Regions from separate parts of the Mus musculus genome. Here region 1 is linked to region 2. A link is a contact called in public promoter capture Hi-C data. All regions are on one chromosome and are shown on one strand. The core of a region is the stretch at or near the end of the contact, and the rest is flanking DNA. Distances in the headings are between cores, read along the strand shown. Region 1 holds the start of Dhfr (dihydrofolate reductase). Region 2 holds the start of A830009L08Rik (RIKEN cDNA A830009L08 gene).

Region 1 (6,495 bases), core at 1,083-3,582, 970 kb after region 2:
GGGCAGGGAAAGGTGGCGCACACCTTTACTCCCAGCACTTAAGAGGCAAAGGCAGGTGGATTTCTGAGTTCGAGGCCAGCCTGGTCTACAGAATAGCCAGGGCTATATAGAGAAACCCTGTCTCCAACAACAACAGCAGCAAAGGCTCATTGGGGACTGGAAGAGAGCTTCCTAGGTAAGAGTGCTTACCAACAAGTCTTAGAAGCTGAGTTCAAAGCCAGAACTCACACAACGTAAGGAGAGAAATAACTCATGCAAATTGTCCTCTGACCTCTTTTACCTATGTACTATGACACACACAAATAAATGTGATAAATAGATCATTAGCAAATGTTTCATCTTTATAACCAAGATTTAAAACATAACATGGCAGGAGAGATTGTCCAGTGGTTAGTGCACATACCACCCTTCCATCAGAGAACCTGAATTGCCAGCAACCACATCAGATGGCTGATAACCACCTGTGACTCCAGCTCTCAGAGGATTACATGCCTCGTGCCTATGCAGGCATCTACACTCACAACACACACACACACACACACTCGCAAAACACACATACACACTTTTTAAAAAATACAGCAATAGTGAACAAAAGAGAAAGTTGGAAGAACTACTAAGAGAACTGAGCTCCTCTGTGGGCCTAGCCTCTCAACCAGCAGCTGAGGAGCAGCAGGGCTCCTTCCCTACACAGGAAAACAAAGCTCAGCACTCCCATGATCCCCTCTGCCTTCTGGGGAAGCCAGCAGCTGAGAATACTTAGTCTCTGGCACTCACCAGGGTGGTGAGCTGCTACTGAGATGTTTTCTTCCTCCTTCTCTGGAACTTTCCTTGCTTTTTTCTTAGTGGGCCCACCATTTCCCAGTGACCTCTTCCTGCTGTCACCTTCTGTCACCTGTATCGGGAAGGTTGGAAATGGTGTATTAACACTATTCTAAAGCTTGAAGTCTCTGGAGTTATTTAACCTTGCTGCAGAATGATAGTAAGTTCCTGCCTGCCACTCTACTTTTTACTCTGAAAAGGCTGTTGGGGGTGACTGTTTTTGCCATCAGAGACAGAAACTGGCAGGAACAGTCTCTCATTACCTCACATTCTACTAAAATTATGTGGAATTCTCTACTTTCCTACTCATATGTTAAATAAAATACTTCTACAAGATCAATTTTAAAAAATCTATTTTCAAAATGCAAAATTATAGAAGGAAGAGGAGTAATAAACGACCAATGTATTTCCTGTTTCAAAGCTTCCATTCACTATTAAAAGATGTCCTGAGACTATCTGTTGGCAGATAATCTATGAAAAACTTAAAACTTTTGCCTAATATCCTCTCAGTGGTGAGTGCAAAATGAATCTTAGTGAATGTACAGAAATAAAAAAAAAGCCTTAAAAAGAGAGAGTAGAGCATTAGTCAGTATTGGAAAGAAATATAAATGAAATGGGTTAAGATTCTTAAACTGATTTGCAACTGCAGTAAAATACAGGAGATGCCCGTTACAATCACCTTCTACATCTTCAGTCTGGGAAATGACCGAGGCCTTAACTCACCCTGAACAAGTGTGACACATTGCCAGCTAGTGTGGGAAACATCCTTGGGCCTGTGTTTGTGGCAGTATCACGATGGGGTTTTGGTTTTGTTTCTCTTTGCTTTGCTTTGAACTATCTGATGGGCTGCAAGCAACAGGAAGTAGCCAACTATAAGCATGTACAGAAACTTCATCCATCTAAATGCTTACACTGGAAATCTGTACAGTAAAACGATATTCTGGCACGGGGATCAGAAAGACAGAGCACATGGTTTTGAATTCTGAGAAACTAGCCTTAATGACAGCTTTCTTCTAGTCAGCCAAGCAAGCATATGTAAATAAAGCTCCTCTTCAACCATCAATACAGTAGGGAAAATGTAAAGGAAAGAATGAAGAACAGAGGTTAAAAAACGCATCCTGGGCCGGCCGGCCAGTCCTCGCCATTCACCACGATAGAAGTTTCTGGCTCGGGTTCCGGCTACCGACTGGAAGCACCAAGACCTCAAATCTATTACCGCTGGTCGGGTAAAAAAGTCAACTAAAACAAGGACCAGAAGAAGCCGCCACCTTAAGCCTTCCCTGGCCCCGCCCCTTAGCCCTACCCACCATTAATAAGCTCTCCATAAGGCCTCCGCTTCCGGCCACGACGGCTACGCACCCGCCCCACCCTGACCCCGCCCCTAGCGGTCCGGCCCCACCCCGCCCTCTAGCTCCGCCCCGTCCCAGACAGAACCCGCCCGGGACGGCCTTCGCCTAGGTGGACGCTAGGGGCGCCGCGGAGCCGTACTTTACCTTCTCTGCTGGCTCCGTGGAGGACGCGCTGGATCTTAGGCTTCCCGCAGACCTGAAGAACCGGCTTAGAACCGTTTGCCTCCCCGGGCCTGGGCCGGCGGCAGTAGAGCCTCCCGACGCGGATTTCCCGCGGGGCATTGCAGTGTGCAGAAGAGCCGGCCTGCTAGGAGCGCGAGCGCGCGGCCGCACTTTCTCGCGCCTGCGCGCGCGCACGCCTCAACCTGTGCGGGACCGGCCTTGGGGGCGGAGCCTTAGCTACACAAATAGAATGCGCGGCGGGCCTTGGTGGGGGCGGGGCCTTAGCTGCACAAATAGGATGCGCGGCGGGCCTTGGTAGGGGCGGAGCCTTAGCTGCACAAATAGGATGCGCGGCGGGCCTTGGTGGGGGCGGGGCCTAAGCTGCGCAAGTGGTACACAGCTCAGGGCTGCGATTTCGCGCCAAACTTGACGGCAATCCTAGCGTGAAGGCTGGTAGGATTTTATCCCCGCTGCCATCATGGTTCGACCATTGAACTGCATCGTCGCCGTGTCCCAAAATATGGGGATTGGCAAGAACGGAGACCTACCCTGGCCTCCGCTCAGGTATTGGCCGGGCTGGGCTCGGGAAACTGAGGCGGTTCACTGAGTAGGGTCATGCACTTGGCTTGGACGCGCGGGACGGGCGTGAGCGGTAGGCCTACCGGCCTCAGCCAGAGACCAAGCTACCGGTTCCCGCGGTGATCCCCCTGCTGTGCCAGCCTTTGCTCACAGGCTCCCTGGCCGGGAGCAAAGTCCTGTCCTTGAGCGGGCAGCAACACCACCCCCCACACCCACACCGGACTTGCACCTTTCGTCGCTGAATGGAGCCTGAGCATACATGACGGGTTAACTGTTTCTCTAACTTTCAGGAACGAGTTCAAGTACTTCCAAAGAATGACCACAACCTCTTCAGTGGAAGGTAATGTAGAGTAATTAAGTCATGAGAATTATGTTTGCTTGAAGCAAGATTTACATGGTAGAGGTATGAGTAGAAAGTCTCCCCTGGGAATCTGGGATCTCTGTTTCTTGCTAGAAATTTTTGTGCGATTCCCAGATTTTATTAAACATCCTCTTAGAATACTCTATGTTTGAAATTTTGTTAGCAAGTGCATATAGCTCGAATATAACTGGGCAGAATCGGCAGCAAAATTTAGCACTTTGAATAGAGACCTGAGCCGGTATTTAGAATTGTTACTGAAAGACAGAAGACTTGAGTAAATGGAGAAAAATGCAGGGGAGAAGAGGCTAAAAATAATTTAAATCTGTTGGCTTTAGGAAGACACGGTGGGATGAAGGCTGTGGTCTTCAGTGAGGCAGTCTGGGTGACTGACTTTAAAAGAATGGGGAGTGGTGTGCAATAATTATAAGGCAGTTTCCCATTACTTGTGATTGTAAGGACATTCGCTGTAATTCTTCCTAACAGACATGTTTGCTTATTGCTTATCATTGTAGGAGAGGAGGGCAGAGCTGATGGGAAAAAGAAGTCAGCAGTGTAGATGTTGAACATTAGTAGAGAACATAGTAGGTCACTGTGTAGACAGGTTGACAAATGCCATCTTGGGGGCGTGGCACAAAACATGCACACAAGCCACCTATTCATGTTCTCTACTGAGTAGCCTGGCGTTGGGATTAATGAGTCTGATGGCCAGCTGTGCTGCTCTTTCTACGATGACTCCTCAGTTCTTAGAGGGCACACTGTGAGCAATCTCAGCACAGCAAGATTTGTTACACATCAGCTGCACCTCCAGCTCCTTGCCATTGTGGACCAGAAAGTTCTAGAGCCGCTAGGCAGCATGTGCTTGGCTTTCTTGTTGTTCCTGTAACCAATGTTGGTCATCAGGATCTGGCCCTTGAATCTTCTCTGTACCCCGCTGTCAGTGCCTCTGGGTTTCCAGTTTCCCTTAATTTTCACGTATCAGTCTGACTGGTGTCTGATGAACTTCTTGGTCCTCTTTTTGATGATCTTGGGCTTCACCAGAGGCCGGCGAACAGCCATGATGCAGCAAAACAGATGGCAGCCACCTTGTAGGCAGTGCCAAAGAAGAGCTGCAGATGCCATCTTAACACAGTCTACTCTGAGTTCAAATCCTACTACCCGAATAAAAAGCTGGACACAGTGGCACATTTGTAATACCAGCATTAGGGAGGCACAGACAGAAAGATCTCTGGGGCTTGCTCTGTAGCCAATTTGTGGGCTCCAGGTTCAGTGAGAAAACTTGTCTCAAGAAGATAGATAAAGACACCCAGTCACACTGCCTGGCCTGTGCATATGGGTTACACAAAAATATAAAAGCTTTATATTTTTACCCAGTTTATGTTGGTTGTATCCATTTACCTTCTCACTCCCCCTGAGTCCCCTTCTCCTTCCCTAAGTCATGTTCTACTTGTTATTAATAACCCTGTGTGTGGCCATTGACTAGGATGTGAGCAATCTACAATCAGTCCAGACCAGAAGATGGGCTCTCCATCTCCCAGCAGCCATCAACACCAATACCTACTGGAGGGGCCTCAGGAACCCTCCTCCATACTTGAATTTTGCCTGGCTTGATCTTGTGCAGGAGCCAGATGAGAACTGATGCATACATATGTGAGCCCTGTCGTGGCCGAAAGTCAGCCTTTCACAGCTCTCTTCCCCTTCTACCAACTCTTACATGTTTTCTGCCCCTGTCTTCTGCAAAGGTCCCTGACCTCTGAATATAGATAGGTAGAGATGATCTTAAATATACATAGAGATAGGTATTATTTCTCTGGGATAGATGAATCAGAGACAAGTAGTTTAAGATGGTGAACACATTCAATCTCAAGAATTCCAGGATTAGAACCTGTTCTCCACTTTAGACACTAATAAAGCATGTAAGGATATCAAGTGAATTACAAAATCCAGTCAACCTGAGCCCTGTGGACTGAAATTATGCATGGTTGCAATGGATTAAAACCTAAGTAAAAGATATGAACTGCATGAGCCAAACTGAAAAATTGAACTATATTTAGTTAATGAGAACTAAATCTGAATTTTAGGTAAAGCTGTTTGTCTTAATTTTTCTAAAGGATGCCCACTAGATGTCACTATGACAATCGTCTTGCCTATGTATGTCACTGACAATATATGTGTATTTTCTGATAATCTTTTCTGCTTGGTATTATAGGTAAACAGAATCTGGTGATTATGGGTAGGAAAACCTGGTTCTCCATTCCTGAGAAGAATCGACCTTTAAAGGACAGAATTAATATAGTTCTCAGTAGAGAACTCAAGTAAGTGTTATAACATGAGCTCATTACAAGAAAAGTGATCTGTTTCCCAGGGCACAAATCAGTACATAACAGGATAAGGCAGAATGAACACCTGTGTGTGTGTGTGCGTGTGTGTGTGCGTGCACGAGTATGTAGGCAGGTACGCATGCATGTATCCATGCAAACAAACCTGAATGTTGCTCTTCTGTGTCCTTCCTGAGGGTCTGTCCACCTTGTTTTGTTGAGATGGGGTCTCTCGCTGGGGTCTGTATTCACCTATTAGTCTGGGTTAACTGACCAGTAAGTAAGATCCAGGAATCCTGTCTCTGCTGATCCACAGAGAGAATTATGGGTGCATAACACCAAGCCAGTCATCGTTTTTGAACCAGGTGCTGGGGATCAAACTTGGGTCCTCATACTTGCACAACAGATACTTTACAGTGTTATCCTCCCAGTGCCTTATAAATGACTCACTCACTGTCCAAACCAGTTGGTACTGTCAGAACTTACCCAACATACTTAAGAGACTTAGACGCTATCATCTGCTTAAGCCACTGAACCACACTACCTACTACAACAATAGAAACTGAGTGGCCACTTACACTATGGGGCAACTTAATTCTGTTCCTTTAAGTGCTTGATTTTATCACCTTAAGAATTAGAAAAAAATATGGAAACAGTTCTGCAGGTTCCTTTAAACCATTTTTCTATAGACCTAGCTCTCAGTTATAAGATTTATAACTGGTTTCTCGTTTCACAATCTAAAAGTGCCTATGTTTTTAGTTTCAGCGAATTGAAGTGGCTATCCCATTTTTGGAATCAATTCTAGACACAGTAAAATATGAAGGACTTGCAGAGACTGGTCATGGTCATGTACTCTATTGTCTCTAGTTAGTTACAATACCCAGATACTGTGTGTTCTTTGTACAGTGTC
Region 2 (6,586 bases), core at 3,336-5,835:
GACCTGGGGAGAAATGACTTAAACTGAAAGCATTGACAAATGAAAGATTCTATTTATAACAAATTCAAATTTTGCTCTTTTTTAATTATGGGAAATAATTTTGTCATGGAGAGATCGCCCAGCTGAGTTAAGGAAATAGGACCTGTTTTTGTTTGTTTTTAATAACTTTCAGATAAGGACATTTATTAGACAAGAATTGGACAGATATTGATTCACAACTGACTTCATGATATTAAAAATAAAGTCAATATCACTAAAGTTGATAAGCATCTCTCTGTATACATTGAAGGCAAGGGTCATGGTTCAGCTTTTTCTTCCAGGACCCAGCCATGTGTGAAAGGAAAGAACCTCAGACTCCTCAGCCTGATGGGAAAGATGGTGCAGAGATTGCTGGAACAGCAAGCATCTTAGGGTCCTGGAGAAACGATGGTCCCCTGATGAATACGAGCTCATTGCAGAAAGCAGGTAGATTATGAATGGCAGCTTTTGTTTCTTTGCAAAAACACTTCAGAGAGCTCCCCCTTCCCTTTTCTTTGGTCTATTAAAATGTAAACAGAGAAAGGCAGCCTCTTTTGGTGGGGGGACCTCGACAATGCAGGCATACATAGGCAGATGTAATTATGTGACCCCCCCCTGTCCCAACCACATTTCTATGGCCTCGGAGAACACATCCCACGTTTTATAGGTACAAATGCAAAGCCTAAAAGGCGAGGAAGTATTGCTAATGAGTGGCGAGGGCAGTCAGACGGGGCCTGTGACTTCTTAGCCCTGACTACAGGGCGATCTCAGTCCTTCCCAGCTGGCCTACAGAGAGCTGCACAAGCCAGATTTGTCTTCTTGTCTTACTCTCTCACTAGCTTGTCACAAAATCATTATCCACAGTGTGATCCTTCCACACAGGTACACAGTGTGTTAAGGAGCAAATCATTTGTGGCTTTCAATGTTTATCAGTTCTTGGTGATGAGAATATTAGATAGCATTTCATATGTATATGGTAGGTATAAATAGGTACAGGCATAGATATATATATGATATATATCACATATATATCAGCTTTTTAAGTGCAAAATTCAACTTGTACGTTCATATAAGTAAACTTTTTTTTTTTTTTTTTTTTTTTTTTGGTTTTCGAGACAGGGTTTCTCCATGTAGACCAAGCTGGACTCAAACTTAGAAATCCACCTGCCTCTGCCTTCCAAGTGCTGGGATTAAAGGTGTGCAACAGCACCACCCCGCTGACAAGTAAACATTTTTAATGTGGAATAAGTTCCACCACTTTTGAAAAAATGTTGCATGGGGCAAACAAAAAACCCTTTCTTGGCACACTGCAATTTTGGGGGCCCTGTGTGACCTCTAACATATATAATTAGGATAAAACAGAAAACTCTTGTAGTGATATCATCCAGTGGGATTCGGCTTGATTGTGTGTTCACATTCACGGTCCCGCTTCTCCTCTGCAGCAGAGGGAAATTACTCACCCACACTCTAATCACTCTTTTATTTATTTTTCAATGTTGAGACAGGGTCTCACCCTGTAATCTCGGCTGGCCTGGAACTCACTCTATGTATCAAGCTGGCCTCTAACTCACAGAGATGTGCCAGCCTCTGCCTCCTGAGTCGTGGGATTAAAGGTCTGCACCACCAGGTCCTCTTACTTTAAATAGGAAACAAATATCTGGCCATTGGAATCTTTGCAAATTCATACAGTTCACATCTTGAAAGTTTGCTTCGAGCTGGGGGTAAGGCTCAGTGGTCAGTGCATGTTTAACATGAACATTGTCCTGGGCTTCTTCCTCGGCACCGACAGAAGTCCATGTTGTGTCATTAGTATTTTGTACTCCTTTGAAAGGTTAATTGACAGAATTATATTATCCATGAAGCCAGCTTTTATTTATACTTAATGATCCCAACATGTATGTGTTTTGAGCAAGGGACAGATTTTTCCTACAGGACAATAGCTACTACTTATGGATGCCACCTCTCTGTCATTTTCACTCCAGGAAGACTCCCATTTAGCTTCTTTAATTCTTGAATGCTGTTCTGTACGGATGAGAGAACAGGCTCAGAACCATAGCACGTCTTGCCAAAGTAGTGGATGTTAGAGCCAAGAATTAAACACGTGTGGGGGGCAGGCTCCAAGGCATACTGCTCTTTAATTCTTCAACACTGTGGTGTCTATAATTCCATGTCTACATGCTGTTAAGGTCCCCAGGACGGGCTACAAACACTACTGTATCTGTAATAAGCTTCAGGACTATATTTCTAGTAGTGAGCTTCTAACAAACCCTGCCCAGTATGGTTATATATCTTAAAAATAAAACCAAACAACAACAGCCAAAAAAAAAAAAAAACCCAAAACCAAAAACTTCCTTAATTTCCTGTAGGAAGAATAAGCTTACTTCTCACATGATGCATAGATACATTCTCAGTGAGACATACCCAACATATCCAAGCAGCACGGTCAGCAACGGAACAGGGGCAAAATGTTTTGGCCTTTTTCCCCTTCTCTTAGTCCTGTTCTTCTTTCTGTCCTTGGCTCTATATTGTTTGGCTTGTTTCTCCTAGAGGGTTTTTGTTTAAAAAAAAAAAAACCAAAAAAACACACCTATACACATTATAAACCCAAGTAAAATGTACTTAGCTCTGTCCCATTGTAAGTGAATTCACAAATGTCAACAGGCTTCAGCTGCATTCTTACCATGTCCCAGAAGCTGTGGACCCATTTGAAACCCACCACAAGGGCTATTTTTATGTAGAAAGAAAACTGGGACTGGGGCAAAGTTCAAGGCCAAGGTGGGATAGTCTGAGTGATGGGGAGACAAGAGAAGGCCCAGAGATCATGAGAGTGTGCTGTAGTGAGAGACAGAGGAACATAGCTGGTGAGCCTGGCTGCTGTCAACATCACCTGGAGAAACTTGGAAAGTCTTGATATCGTGGGCCCCCTGACGAACTACATTAGATTTCTAGTACTGAGCCCAGATATCATCTGTTTAATAGCTCTCCAAGTGCTTCTAATGTGAGCTATAGAACCACAGACATGCTGGAGTCCAGCTGGGGCTGGGCTCAGGTCCCAGCTCTGCCAGGAAAGTAGCTACCTGCTCTTTGGAAAGTTACTTAGTGTTCCTAGGCCTCATCTGTAAAATGGAGACACGACTCTTAGCTCTTTTGTGCTCTCTCCTTTAGGCAATGTCTTTTTAGAGGCAGGGTTATGCTTTCTGGGAGAGGTGTCAGTGAGATGAGGGGAGGGCCTTAAAGCTGTGTGGTTTGCCAGGCAGGTGGAAGGCAGTGTTCCCCCTCTTCCTTCCAGCATCACTGTACATCTCCCCCCCCCCAACACCCTGCCCTGACCATTGTTTCACGGACAAATTGAATGAGTACTCTTCTTTCTACTTTTCTGAGAAGGTAAAAGCACCATCATAGAAGCTGACATGGCAGGGCAGAGGCTGGTCCTACAGGGCAATGGGCTTCCCAGGCATAAAAGTACTATTTTATAGGAAAGATTTCAATTTTTTCAAGCCTACAAGGGCAGGTGGATGGAAAACTTTTAATTAACCTATTCAATTATAAAACAGTCATTGTAAGACTTTATATAAGCCATATAATATTAAGTTAATAATTTGAATAGTTTTATATCAATATTATTCCTGGGTTTTGTTTGTTTTTCCATTTTGTTCTTGTCATTTCGCTCTATTTGCTTTTTGCACGTCCATTTGTTTTAGATGACTCCTCAGTTCAAGTTTAGAATGAGATCCTAAAAACTAAAGATCTTTCAGTCCAACACTCGGCATATTTAAAGACCTTGATTCATTAGCAAATGAAGCTAACAAAGGCAACACGATAGCAACAGCTAAATCTGTAACAATAAGGCGCATCATTTCAGTAGCATTAGACTTAGTGCTAGATATAGAAAGCTGATCATCCTGACCCGGACATAGCAGCATGGCTTCATATAATCTGAGGTGCTGAGGCAGGAAGCTTCTGAGTTTGAGGCCAGCCTGGGCTCTATAACCTACCTGTCAAAAAACAAACGATGGGGAAAGTAGAGGAAGGGAAAGAAGGATAGAAAATTGGGAGAGGGGAGAAATGGAAGAAAGACAAAGGAGGAGAGAGAGGGATACAGAGAGAGGGAGGGAGGGGAGTAGGACGGGAGGGGGGGGGGAGCTGCATTCCACATGTGTCAGAAGTGAGAATCATGCAGATGCTGGAGGTCCTCTAGGTCTGCTTTTTCCTGGCTGAGTTCATTCATCAGTGCTAACATAGGGACTCCAGGATCCTAAGTCTTACAAGCTTGAACAAAAGTAGCCTTAAAAATTAAAAAAAACAAAAGTTCTAGAGAAATATGGCCATGGGGGGGTGAGGTTATAATAACTGTTACTTACATAAATAGATCATTTTATTGGGCTGGTTAATGATTCCCATGTGTCCTTCAGAAACGCTCTGTCATCTTCAGTGACGGCCACTTCAGCAATTAGAGAAGAGAAAGTGACGAACTCAAGGTTTCCTCATCAGTGAGCTCAGCCAATAAGCCAACAGAGGGCTCAGTGGCCATTACTGACCCTCCCCGGAAAGCTTCCAGCTCGAAGACTGAAGAAGCATGGCGCAGACACACAGCAGTATAATTCAAGCGACTAAAATAAACTCAGCGAGCTTGCCTCATCTCTAAACACTGCATACATTTAGGTGCTATTTTGACAAGAGAGCATGGTGGCTTTTTAAGAATTTAATTTTTCAAACTCGGGTACAATTCTTTTCTTCTAACAGCATCACCCTGTGTCTGTGTTGGCTCCTCGTGAGATCATTATTAAGAGAATTGAATTATTGTTCTGTTCAAATGACCTGTGCATTCAACAATGTGTGCTGGGCTCCAGAAAGAAGTGTTTTATGTATTATTGGGAGATGGCCATCTGTGGCACAAACCAGGCCTCCCAACATGCAGAAATGCTACAAGATAGTTTCTGTTCGGTTTTATCTATGATCTGAATTCCATTTATAAGCTTTTTTCAGCCACTTGTCAACACTGTTCACTATAGCAACACTGAAAATGGCCAGGAATGAACAGATTTATCAAAGCTCTGTGAGGTTGGACTGTATGTTTCAATTATTGTATATTGGATTTTTATCATACATTTAAAATTTTTGTCCACAAAAATAGCAACAATGTCATAAAAATGGAAGTAGTTTTCTTTGATCAACTTCCAATTATTATAAGACACAAAATGAACATGCTAGATTTCGTGACTTTTATTAGATAATGGGTCTCACATTATATATGTATATTTTAAATATAACATTATCTGTCGATGCCAAGAAATGTGGATTAATTTTTTTTCAACTCTGAAAAACATTTTTCTTCCCTTTCCTGCATATGTAATGGAACAGCATGGCAGTGTGTAAAATTAAATTTTAAAATTGTAGAATATATTTAAACCATAGCCTCCCAACCTTTCTCTATCTTTTTAAAAGTAAACTTTTGATAATACTAGGGGCATGTTGGACCAAATACATGTTTTTATATAAAGCAATTATACCCAGTTATCTCTATCAGAGAATTAAAAGTCTTTTAGGAATCTTTTGCTTGGTGGTTTTATTGTTTTACTGATGCCTTGGTTAACATTAAGTATCTCTTCTGTAATGAAGTATTAAATTTTCAAGTGGAATATAGTGTTTACAAGCAAGATTTCTTCCAACCTTCCTTCTCTCTCCCTCTCCCTCCCCCTCCTCTCTCTCTGTCCTTTCTTTGTACAAAATCACGTCTATGCTGAACATATCACTTTAGAACTGAAATTAATGTAGATTTTTATTTCATTTGTGGGAAGGATACTTGTTAGAAAAGGCTGACTTACATCAACAGACAGACGGAAAGGTTAATGACCTTCACAGAAGTGCCCCTGGACTCATCTTCATCAAAGAAGGAGGAATAGTGGTGGCACTCAGTAAGGGCACCTAGCTCCAGCTGAGGGCTGAGGACTTTTTCTGTGGCTCCCCTAAGTGCTCCCTCTGTGGGCACTGTGTCACTTGCTCACTGGAGAAGCAAGAACTTCAGAACCAGAGATCTGCCCAAGGTCACTTGCTAAGACTTACTTTAGATCCATGGGGACTCCTAATACTGGACAATGTGGAACAGGTGGAAACCCTTCCACAGAACTTGGGCAGGTCACAGGGAAGCCCTAGCCATAGATGGCTGTGACCAGCACCGCTTCTGAGCTAAAAACAACCCAACTAGGTGGTACCACTTTTCCTAGAACTGGCTGTGGTCCAGAACAGCTCAAGTCCCCATATCTTCTCCTACCCAGTGCATTCTGGTGCACTTTGCTTCTCCGGGTAGATATAGCTTCATTCCGTTGTTTGATAATTCATCCAATGACATGGTTCCTGTTGTTTAGGGACACACAGCTGCAATATACAACGAAGTGTCTCCATCCTGACCTCAGGGTTTTTGCTGCTGTTTTGGGGGGAATCCCCAATAGAACTGACCATAGAGCCTCATCCAAAGAGGTTAGCTGGCAGCCCTCAGTGGTCAGAAACAGAGGGCTCTGAACAGCAGGGAACACATTATTCTTAGAATTCTGGGGTTTGGACAAGAGCA

What was found. Promoter capture Hi-C pulls out the DNA fragments that hold promoters and counts their contacts.
Region 1: a promoter capture Hi-C map of hippocampal neurons shows a contact between it and region 2, with 2.6 times the contacts expected there. The contact joins the promoter of Dhfr here to the promoter of A830009L08Rik in region 2. A contact is called at or near these places in 1 of 39 promoter capture datasets (hippocampal neurons) and 1 of 115 datasets of contacts at active chromatin or transcription factors (pancreatic cancer cells).

The regions. Positions count from the first base shown.
Region 1 is chr13:92,352,451-92,358,945 of GRCm38.p6, forward strand. It overlaps Dhfr (dihydrofolate reductase), which reads left to right and starts at 2,333. Exons shown (of 6, transcript NM_010049.3): 1 at 2,333-2,894; 2 at 3,200-3,249; 3 at 5,477-5,582. The coding sequence starts at 2,809. Msh3 (mutS homolog 3) reads right to left here and starts at 2,553. Exons shown (of 24, transcript NM_010829.2): 1 at 2,313-2,553; 2 at 775-892. The coding sequence starts at 2,450. It also overlaps the pseudogene Gm19308.
Region 2 is chr13:91,383,500-91,390,085 of GRCm38.p6, forward strand. A830009L08Rik (RIKEN cDNA A830009L08 gene) reads right to left here and starts at 4,586. Exons shown (of 3, transcript NR_045161.1): 1 at 4,380-4,586.